3 separate regions of the Mus musculus genome follow, and regions 2 and 3 are each linked to region 1. A link is a contact called in public Hi-C data. All regions are on one chromosome and are shown on one strand. Each heading gives the region's core, a stretch centred on a gene start, on an enhancer-like site or on the middle of the called end of the contact. The rest is flanking DNA. Distances are from core to core; before and after follow the strand shown.

What was found. A called contact is a pair of places that touch in the nucleus more often than the background predicts.
Region 2: a contact with region 1 is called in a Hi-C map of liver, with 2.2 times the contacts expected there. The contact joins two enhancer-like sites. A contact is called at or near these places in 1 of 39 promoter capture datasets (liver), 1 of 484 Hi-C or Micro-C datasets (liver) and 1 of 9 other capture datasets (embryonic stem cells).
Region 3: a Hi-C map of liver shows a contact between it and region 1, with 3 times the contacts expected there. The contact joins two enhancer-like sites. A contact is called at or near these places in 1 of 484 Hi-C or Micro-C datasets (liver) and 1 of 9 other capture datasets (embryonic stem cells).

Annotation. Positions count from the first base shown.
Region 1 is chr11:35,005,108-35,008,633 of GRCm38.p6, reverse strand. No RefSeq gene overlaps it. Among named protein-coding and RNA genes, the nearest start is that of Gm33277, 65 kb to the right of the region's middle. Within about 2 kb of position 1,538, at least 16 of the 459 cell types and tissues checked have an H3K27ac peak or open chromatin away from gene starts, as enhancers often do. A contact at or near this core is called in liver, where this site is marked.
Region 2 is chr11:35,969,526-35,973,051 of GRCm38.p6, reverse strand. The region is part of intron 1 of Wwc1 (WW, C2 and coiled-coil domain containing 1); the gene reads left to right. Among named protein-coding and RNA genes, the nearest start is that of Wwc1, 9.2 kb to the left of the region's middle. Within about 2 kb of position 1,896, at least 61 of the 459 cell types and tissues checked have an H3K27ac peak or open chromatin away from gene starts, as enhancers often do. A contact at or near this core is called in liver, where this site is marked.
Region 3 is chr11:35,748,952-35,752,477 of GRCm38.p6, reverse strand. No RefSeq gene overlaps it. Among named protein-coding and RNA genes, the nearest start is that of Pank3, 19 kb to the left of the region's middle. Within about 2 kb of position 1,742, at least 58 of the 459 cell types and tissues checked have an H3K27ac peak or open chromatin away from gene starts, as enhancers often do. A contact at or near this core is called in liver, where this site is marked.

The sequences.
Region 1 (3,526 bases), core at 289-2,788:
AAAGGGCATCATGGGAATATCTAGACAGACAGGGCAAAGCATTTGGGCAAGATCATAAGCAATTCAAGATATGAGGGAGCAGAAACTAAAGGCGAGCCAAAGAGGGCTTTAAGGCACCCAGTTGCCAAAGATGGGCCTTTCAACCCAACAGGCCACAAGGTGTCCCTGTACTTTTCAGACCCTTGGCATCTGATGTCATGTGTTGATGTCATGTGTGCTGTATGTGACTGTGGGTCTCCAGGAATGCGTCACACAAGCTTTAGCACATCTGTAAAAGCCTGTTAGACTGTTCTCTCTTAGATCTCTTCAGCCATGCCAAGAGAAACCCAAGTCTACCTACACACAGCTACTCAAGACACAGCCTCATCTGAACTCGCAGCCAGCAGCCGACACTGGCCATGGGAGCCCGCTGCCTTGGGGCCAGTCTCACCCAGCTTCTATAAGGACTGTAGCTACCTAAAGCAGCATGGAATGCAGTCTCATCGAGCTACAGAACCAGAGTGAGTGATCGTGGTCATTTGGGACCACTGCATTTTGTAGTAGTTGTTGTGCAATAACAGACAACCTGAGCATATGCATCTATGGATTGGGAGGGAGAGCCCCAAAATATCTCTTTTATGGGAAACCACTTAAGGCTGGCTTTTTCCTAATAATATAAACACTTTAAAATCTGGCCTATGAAAACCTGCGTTAGTTACCTAATCACCATCTAGAAGAGAAGTTTCCAGAAGATCTGCCACAGATAAATATTTGTACCAACCAAGATTTCACGGCTCTGTAGTATAGTGAGAAATGTTTAAAAAAATTTTTTTTTGTTCATGAATCTAAATTTGCTTAAGCTAATGAGGGCAGCATGTGACATAACTTACCCTCAGAGTCTCAAATATGAGAATTCTATCTGTACTACCTTTCAGTGATTAAAGTTTTGGTCATCCCTGAAAACAGGGGTATCTACCACTCCCTGGTTCTTCTTCAGACATGATACCTCTCTTCTCTCAGTGAGCAGCAGGACTGATGTGCTCGCTAACTGGCTTCACTCCTCGTTCTTGCTCACCCTGTGCTTCTCATAGTGAAGAATTGCCTCTTGTCTTTTGCATCCTGCTTCCTCCTTACAGGAGTACCCAGGGTAAGCCTCAGTGTGGTCAGCACGGACTGCCAAGGAAGTAACACCTTCGGGGAATGAAAGAGCGGGAATAATTCCACCCACCGAAGTCAATAAAAGAAGCCCCCGGGACAAAAGGCGGAAACCCGCTGTTTCCCAATGACCTTGTGCTAAACTTAGCCACTTAACTTCTATTTGAGCAAGGGAAAGTACACAGGCGCAATCTGTAAGCAAGCCGGCCTTTCCCACGGAGCTCTTCTAAAGCTCTCATAGTGTAAATGACCAGATCTCAGATAGTTTAATAACTGCTGCCAGAGCAAAAAAAGGACGGCCCTCTGCAGAATTCCACCTTGTGCAAGGTCGCAGAGAGTCCGTGGGTGAGCAGGGACTGGGGTCCACGGTGCTCCCTGCCAGCTTCTCCTCAGCCAGGGATCAATGCCTGAGCAGAGAGCAGACTGACCCTGATTTGCATTATGAAAGTCACCTGTCTGGCGCTGGCCCTGAGGCAGAGATCAAAGCTGGGAGGGTAGCCAGGAGCAGAGAGGAAATCAAATATTGATGCAATGAGATGCATGGCAACTCTCCTCCACCCACCTTGTCAGTAATAACAGCGAAACCTGGGAAATGACCGGGAACCGTGATCCTTCCACGGGCTCAGATTATGGCTCCCCGTTTGCCCTACCAGATGGGCTGTGTGCAGCTTTGCCCAGAAAAGGAAATGCAGGATGGGAAAGACTGGGAAATGATCAGATGGTATCCCAAGCCCTCCGCCACCTCTTCAAGAAGAAGGGTTGGAGCCTTTTCAGTCCCAAGACTAATGACCCACAGAAGCTTAAAATTAAAGTGGGTAAAAGAACATCGTAGGCTTTGAAAAGAGTTGGGGGCACGTAGAAAGGCTGTTCTTATTATTTTTAAGAGACAAATGATGGTGAACATGTGAGGTGGGGGGTGGGGGGAAGCAACTGTAATGCGCATAAGTTAGTCCAGCCACGACAGATGGAGAGCCATATGAAAAGCTCCGCCCCACTCTCCACCCCACCCTACCCTGACCCCACTCCCCCCAAAAAAACCAACCCTCAAAAAACCCTGAAGCCAGTTCTGTAAGTCCCACCAACATCACACTGGCGTATATTTTCAAAGGAAATGAAGCTGAGCTCCCATGTTTATTACAGTGCTAATCATAATAGCTAAGACCATATATACAAGGAAGAGTATTATTCACCCGTCAACAAGAAGGAAATCCTGCCATTTGCATTAAAGTCGATGGAACTGGATGACCTAGTAAATGAAACAAGCCAGGTACAGAAAGATAAGTGAGTTTCATCTGTGGGAGTATCAAAGCCTTAAAAGCAGAGCAGTAGTTGCTAGGATTTGAGGGAGGGGAGTGGAGGCAGAAAGGGGGAGGTTGGACTTGATCAATGCATGCTCTGTACATGTATAGATATATCTCACTGTCCCTGAATACTATTTATAATTAATATGTTTTAATTTAGAAAAAATTTAGAAGATGTAGAACCTGGGTTCCTTTTCCCTGGCAACTGAAGAAGCCACAAAAGAAAGTAAGTTTTCCTTAGGAATCTGTATGTGGTGGTTTGAATGGGTATAGTCCCTACAGACTCATAGCTTGAATGCTTGGCCCATAGGTGTGGCCTTGTTAGGGGAAGTGTGTCATTGTGGGGGTGGGTTTTGATGTCCCCCATGCTCAAGCTAAGTCTCATGTGACACACAGTCTCCTTCTACTGCCTGTAGATCAAGATGTAGAGCTCTCAGCTCTCTCTCCAGCACCATGTGTGCGTGAACATTACCACGACGATAATAGACTAAACCTCTCAAACTGTAAGCCAGCACCAATTAAATGTTTGCCTTTATAAGAGTGCTGTGGTCATGGTGTCTCTTCACAGCAATAAAATGCAAACTAAGACTAAGTGTCTATTGCTAAAATACTCTGACATTTATCATGCCAGAGCTGAGCTTCTATGAAATTCAGTGAGGAAGCAGAAAAATAGGGTAAGATATTAGAGTTGCATCAGAAACTTCAGGGAACAGGTATTTCTGTCAGGGCACAGGAGGCAAGCAGCAAGGCACTGGTTGTGAGGTTGTCAATCGAAACTCCTGCTGAAGATGATGTCCTAACCCCTTTCCATTGGGAAGGACAGGCCCAGGGGAGCTGCGGCTCACCACAGAAGCAACTGCAGTTTCTGTAACATGAGCCAAGGCCTCTTTGGCCTTGGCCACAGAATTTGTGGGCAGGCAGGCGGGTGGTTGGGTGGGCAAGGGGAGGCTTAAGGATTAAGTAGGGAGAGGTGAACACAGGCTTCTTGCTCACACTCTAGATCTCTGAGTTTTCAGCTTGGTTATTTCAATACCCAAGGAAGATGGTTTATGTACTTGTTTTCCAGCTTTCTAAAAATATGATAAAAGTGG
Region 2 (3,526 bases), core at 647-3,146, 960 kb before region 1:
CTGGACCTGTGCTGAGTCCACATGGGATGGCCACACCGTGCTGCCTCTCCCTGTCTTGAATCTGTTTCAGAATGTGATAGGGGGAGAGAAAAACTATGATTTTTTTTTTAAATCAATTTACCTCTGTATAGAAACCATTTAAGCCTCTAGCCCCTAGACAGGAAACCTCCTCTTACCAACATAACTTAGTGGGATGGGGAGGACAGGATAGACAGTAGCTGGGCAAGGAGAGCATTCTATAAAAATGCTGGTCTGGGAAGAGTAGATGTGTTGAGAGAGTGGGGAGGGGGGAACAAAAAGAAAGGACAAGTGTGTAGGGTCACGTGCTCCCCCACCCCCCACCCCCATCCCCGCCCCCCAGTGCCTCCTAGATGCTTCTACCCGTGACATCTCCCAGTTGGGAAGAAACGGGATCTTTCAGTTTCAAATGTCTGCCAAAGAAAAGGGACTGAGGCTTAAATTCTCACTCAATGGTCAGCCAGGGAGGGGGGAAATGAAGCTGTGTCAAGATTAGGGACACCTTTGTTGGCTTTTTCTTTTTTTTTCTTAGCCCGCCATTCATCACTGGCTGGCAGCAGGGACACCAGGCAGGCAGCAGCTGCTGAATGTCCCCAGTCGGCTGCCTGCTGTTGTCCAGGCAGGGTTTGGTGGCAGTCTCTCCCCCAGCCCCACCCCCACCCCCACCCAACACCTTGGCTTCTCCTGTCCCTGGGCCAGTCATTGGAGTATCCCTGGGATTCACCAATGATTGGCAAAGGACATGGAGGGATAAGATGTCAAGAGCCAGGCGTCAGGTGTCTGCTCGAATGAGATGGTGGAAATAACCTTCCCACCCTGCCTCGATGGTGGCTTTATCAAGCTCCCTGAGCCTTTCTCTGTGTGCTTCAGGAATGGTTTGTAAGTGTGAACCAATGCAGCTTGAGTTCTGAGAGAAAGGGAAACCAAAGGGAAGGGACTTTAGTAAATAGATACAGCAAAAGAAACAGACATAGCTGTCATTGTACATACTCCGTCTCTCTTAGGGGAAAACACGTGCATGGCTGTAGCTCACCATAAATACAACCCATCCCACGGTTCCCTGAACTTCATAAAGATCACTGGAGGACACCAAGTTACATCGGATACTATAGCCACTCACAAGTGACATTGAACTGACTTCTTCTCCTTAACTGTAAAATAGGGAGATGTAAAATACGCCACGCCCACCCAAAAGTTTGTTTGAAAGAGATATTACTAATGTGTATGATCACAGCGCCCTGTCTAATACCAGGCTTTCCAAGTGAAGCCATTACTCACTAGGTAGACTTATTTATCCACCTGTTTTAGCAGAGGAATTAACCCCACTGTTTCCTCCTTCCCAGCTAAAGTCTCTCAATGGCCACAGCTCCCTTGAACCAGGCTGACATGGGTGCTTGCCAACCATCTTGGCAGCACTCACTATATAAATAAATCAATAAACTTTTCCTCCTGGGTCTTATCAGAGGCAAGCCCTTCTTTGGAATTTCTTGAGTGGAGTGACTTTCGGGTGAGCTGGCACCAGGACGGTGCACATGAAGCAGGAGTAATGAGTTTGTGCCTGTCATGGTGGGGCTAAGGAGTATTCTCTTGTAACTGCTTTGTGGGCACGTCACTTCCCTCCATCTCTTTCCCTTTAGCTGCTGGAGAATATGGGGGTTTCGGCAAGCTTGAGGTGCAGAAGGGCCCCTGGCATTTATCAGTCCCACCCAGCCAGGTGTTGGCCATTCATTCCACAGGTATTTATGGAGTGCTCGCGGTGCTGAGGAGGATCAGAGCAAAGTCCCTCGGTAGTGGTTTGGATGCATGGTTGGGGAAGACTAGCCAATAGTTACCCATGTGAGGAAAACAGACACGCCATGCTGGTGGTATGAAGTCTGGATTTGGAAACTGGAGACCTTTGTGCCCGCCGTAGGGTGTTCCTGAGCTTGCTGTGGTGAGCTGGTTTGAGTGCTGGGAAGGCAGGTTGTGAAATACGAAGTCTCCAGTAAATCTCGTGGGATTTACTATAGGTTGGTGAGTGACGTAGCATGTACGGAACTATGCAAATTCACAGAACTAGGCAAATACCGCTAGAGGTGATGGGGCCCTCTGAGTCCAATTCCTTCCTCCCCCTGACTGGATGTCATTTAACAAATATTTATTGGACGACGTGCCTGGATTATGCCAGCCTGCATTCTCCACTGGTGAATCAGCATTGATATCACGACAGAAGTCGTTGCCCTCCTGAGGCTTATCTTCCAGAGCACTCCCTGATCACCAGCCTTCAGGAGGCATCGGAAGGTCTCAGAGCAATGGTCTTCAACCTTCTCAATGCTGCGACCCTTTAATACAGTCCCTCATGTCATGGTGACCCCTAACCATAAAGTTATTTCCTTTACTACTCCATAACTGTAATTTTGCTACTGTTATGAATCGTAATATAAGTATCTGTGGTTTCCAATGGTCTCAGATGACCACTGTGAAAAGGTCATTTGACACCACCCTTCACAGGTTGAGGACCAATGACTCAGGAAGTAGAGATCGAAAGGTGGAGGGAGAGTCTAGAGTCACTCCAAGAGCGTTCCAGTTTAGACTATGGTAAGTGGCAAGACCCCGCCTCCAAAAGAAAAAGAGAATAGAAAAATCCTTAGTTGATCCTGGGGTGCAGCTAGATTGGAGAATCATAGCTATAGTTAAATATCTATCTGCTTTCCAGTCGAGTTGGGATGAGATTATGTGGAGGAAGTCCTGCATGAAGGGCACCCAGTGAGCATCATCTCAAAGCAAGTCATTATACATTCTACTTGGAAGCACTGAGTTGGTTCAGGAAATGGTGGTGCAGGCATCTAGGGGGTGTCAGGCGCTTTGCTTTTTGTGGTCTTTCCTCTTCTATACCTGTCTTGGTATTGTTTTCCCAATGTGTGAAGTATGGAAGGCTCCTTGCCTTCTGTGGATGGGAAAACATCCCACCCACTTTGCATTTAGGATGCTTTTAAGTCAAATGGCCTACGTTGTTTAGTGTTGTCAGCCTTGGGGCTAGGCTCAGCTTCCTTTCCACCTGAAAGACTGGCTGGGGATTCTACCTGCACCCACCAGCCCCTTGAAGAGTGGCCACTGGTGTCTCCACCTCCACTCTCCCCAACCCCCTTCCCCGCATCATAGCTTGTTAACCAGAACTGTTCCTATCTAATGCTTATTAAGACTTGACATTGTGTCAGTCTCTGGGCTGTGTGCTTTGACTGTATCGTCCAGCTTTGCCCAAGAAACAATGCTGAGACAAAAATCTCTCGTCATCTCTAATCCTGATGCCTGGAAATCAGGGAGCAGGGAACTGAAAACTTGCCTGTGGTTGCAAAGCTACTAAGTAGCAAAATTGTTGCTTGAACCAGCTCACTTGTTCTTCCCCATTCTGTAGGTCAGGCCCAGCTAAGCTGTTAAGGAGAGCAATAGTGACTCTGGTCATTTTAGCCCGAGCTCCCTTCCCTTGCTGTGATCCTTTCATGGCTACTTAGTCACTTAGGGCTTTCTG
Region 3 (3,526 bases), core at 493-2,992, 740 kb before region 1:
TTGAGTGAAGTTCTGACAGTTACAGCTCAGATAGAGTCATCCCATCTTGGACTTCAAGCCTCTAGACCAAAGCTAAATATATCTCTGCTTCTCATAAATCTCTCCAGATTGATCGCTCTGTGACAGTAGCAGAAGATGGACTAAGATTGAGACTTACTTAGCTACAAGGAGCATAGGTACGAGGCCATGTAGCCTTAGACTCAAAGCCATGGACGCTTTCCTAGCCATGAGCAAGCGGTTAGGAGAGAGAACGTAAATTCAGAGATGCATGGAGTATACGTTTGTCACTCTGGTGCCTGGTGGCCTTTTAAGCCTCCGAGTCCTGGTTATTACCAGTTTCTAGAATATCTCTGCATTCATTTATTTGTATTTATTTTATATTATTTTTGAGACAGAGTTTCTCTGTGTACCTTTGGCTGTTCTGGAATTCATTCTGTAGACCAGGCTGGCCTCAAACTCACAGAGATCTGCCTGCCTCTGCTTTCTTCTGCCTCCCGAGTGCTGGAGTTAAAGGCATGTGCCACCACGATCCAGCTTTGCCTGTGCAATCTTACCATAAAGTTCTATTTTGACTCAGGTTGGCTTGGGGAGCCTTCTATTTCTGCCATGCTACATTGCCTTGCTTTAACCCTAGAAGGAGATTGTGAGGAACTTTATATTCGGGAGGGGCTATGGGAGAAACAATGTCGGAACCAAAGGCCATGGTCGCTTACTCACTCTTTCCTACTTCAAGTGTATTTCTGGCAAACTTCATTAGGCCCTAACTTCTGCGATGCATGGGGCACATGGACGTGACAGAAACTGATAGGTTCTTGCCAACCAGCAAGACTTAGCCAGACTCAAATTCAGATTCCTCCTCTGCCAGTTACTTATCAGAGTGAAGTCCTTACAGGCTTCGTTTCCTCAGCTGGGAAGTGAGTATCGTTTTGTAGAGTAGGAGAGAGAATTTAATGGCGCTCATATATGCAAGTACGTGAGCGCATGCGCGAGTGCGTGCGTGCGTGCATCACATGGCACAGGAAAAATCCTTAAGTATTTTACTTTCTTTTTCTTGCTTTCTTATGAATGTGTGTGCATGCGTGTGTACACACTCTTGAATTCACGTGTGTGAACGTGGGCACTCGTGTGGAAGTTAAAGGATGACCTTGCGCCTTGTCGCTCGCCTTCCACCTTATTGAACAGTCTCAGCGCCATTTTCTTCTGCATACATCAGGCTAGCAGGCTCACCAGCTTACGGAGATTGTTCTGGCTCTGCCTCCCATCTCTCACTGGACTGCAGAGGAACGCTTTATGACACCTTGCTTTATGTGGGTTCTGGGGATGCAAATTCATTCTCGAATAGTGAGTGCTACCCACCGAGCCCTTTCTCCAGCCTTGCCTGATTTCAGTAGGAGTTAGGATTTGGACTTGTGTGGTTCTCTTTTGGTGAGCTGTCCTGTGCACTGTAAGATGTTTCAAACATCCCTGGCTTATCTCCAGACAGGCCTATAACTGAGACTGGCCTTGACTCTCCCTCCTGCTTCCAAGTCCTAAGAGCTAGGATTACAGTCATGAGGCCCTGCACCTGGCTTCCTACTGGGATTTTATATCCAAAGCTAGAAGGCATGAGAAGGGAAGTGGAGACCAACGCCAATTTTGCAATGCAGGTATTGCGAAAGGGACAATCTGTACGGCTCCCTCCCTCCTTCATTCTGGAGGCCAAGCCCAGTCACACCCTGTTAATTAGCTCCACTGATTTCAGTTGAGCCACTCTGGCTTAAAAAGCAACAGGCTTAGCCAGATCAGATAGCGCAAAGTTCTTTCCCTGGTTCCTTGGGCCCCAGTTGTAGGTGGAAGGTCACGGCCTGGTAGTGCTTAGCCACAGCACACTCGCTGGAGCTCGAGAGAGAGGGAGAGCGTTCTGGTTACAGAGGCTGCTGAATACTGAAACAACAGGAGTGGGTGGAAACAGGCCTACCGATCTTTTGGGTAGAAGTTGATGTGGTACAGAGCTATAAATCATAGTTCTTGCAATGGCCACTATTTATGCTTTATGCAATTTCGGGAAAATGTCAGTTGTTTATGTCTGGAGTCTAAGGTACACCGTGTGCTCCCTATTCTAATTTGCTGTCTGTGACTGTGATAAAACATTGACCCAAAACAACTTTCTGGGGAAGAAAGGACTTAGATGGCTCATAAGTTCCATCATGGAGGGAAGTCAAGGAAGAAACTCGAGGAAGGGACCTGGGGGCAGGAGTTGAAGCAGAGACCGTGAAGGAACACTGCCTACCAGTTGCTCTCAGTCTCACACTCAGCTAAGCTACCTTTCTAATATAACCTCGGCCCATCTGCCTAGGAATGACCCCACCTGCAGTGGGCTGGGCCCTCCTATATCAATTAGCAACTGAGAACATGCCCCACAGACACGCCAAGGAGACAGTCGGCTGAAGGCAACTCCTCAACTGAATGGCTCTTCCTGGAGCAAATACGAAGCTGGCTTGGTGTTCTTAGCATACACCATCCTTCCATCTCCGCCTCCTGAGTATCTGTGATGTAGGCAAATGCTTCTACCCTGGCTTCAGCTGGTTTGAATGTAGTGCTAGTGAGCAAGTGGAAGCGTCTGTGAGGGGGCATGGGACTGTCCTCCTGGCATGTTCCCTAAACAGGCCTGGGACAGGGCTGGATGGCTCTGTCCCTCTATTTCACCACATTCCCCTTACACAGGTGATGTTTTCTTGCTATTTCTGAAACCCAACTTTCCTCCAGGACCTTTGTATCCTGCCTTTTCTAGAACATTCCCTGTCTTGGTTTTCTTGTCCCCTCATAACACACCATAGGCATGTTTCCTTTCCTCTTGTTTCTAATTGTAAATAAGGGTCACTGTTAAGTTGGTTGGAAACAGAAATAAGACAAGAAAACAGAACAAGACTTGAACTTTTGTCCACACCATATCCACTGGAAACATCCGGGTCCCAGCCACTCTTCTCCTTTGGGGAGAACAAAAAAGATTTAAAATTTCACCAGCATTGGGTTGTCAGACTGTAGAGTAGCACTTAAAAAAAAAAGAGATTTATTTTATATTTTATTTTTAATTGTACACACACACACACACACACACACACACACACACACACACACTCACATTCAAGGCCAGTTATAGATGGCTGTGAACCACCAATGGGCATACTAGGAACTGAATTCAGGTCCTGTGGATGAACAATAAATGCTTTTAACCACTGAGCCATCTTTCTTGTCCTGTACAGTACCATTTACTGCTGTTTTAGACAGTGTCTCCCTATTCACTCTGTAGCCCAGGCTGGCCTCAAACTTAAAATCCTCCTGCTTTAGCCTCTGCAGTGCTGGGATTATATGTATGTGTGACCACATCCACATGCTTTTGCCTGTGGGTATTTGGAGGGTGTCTTGGTTTTGTTGGCCCAGTGTCCATTCCTAATTCTTGAGAAAGGCATATGTGATTTTTCCCTTTGTGAAACCAACTGGTTATGGTTTGCATACAGCATGTTCTCCAGATTCATGAAATAGCTTA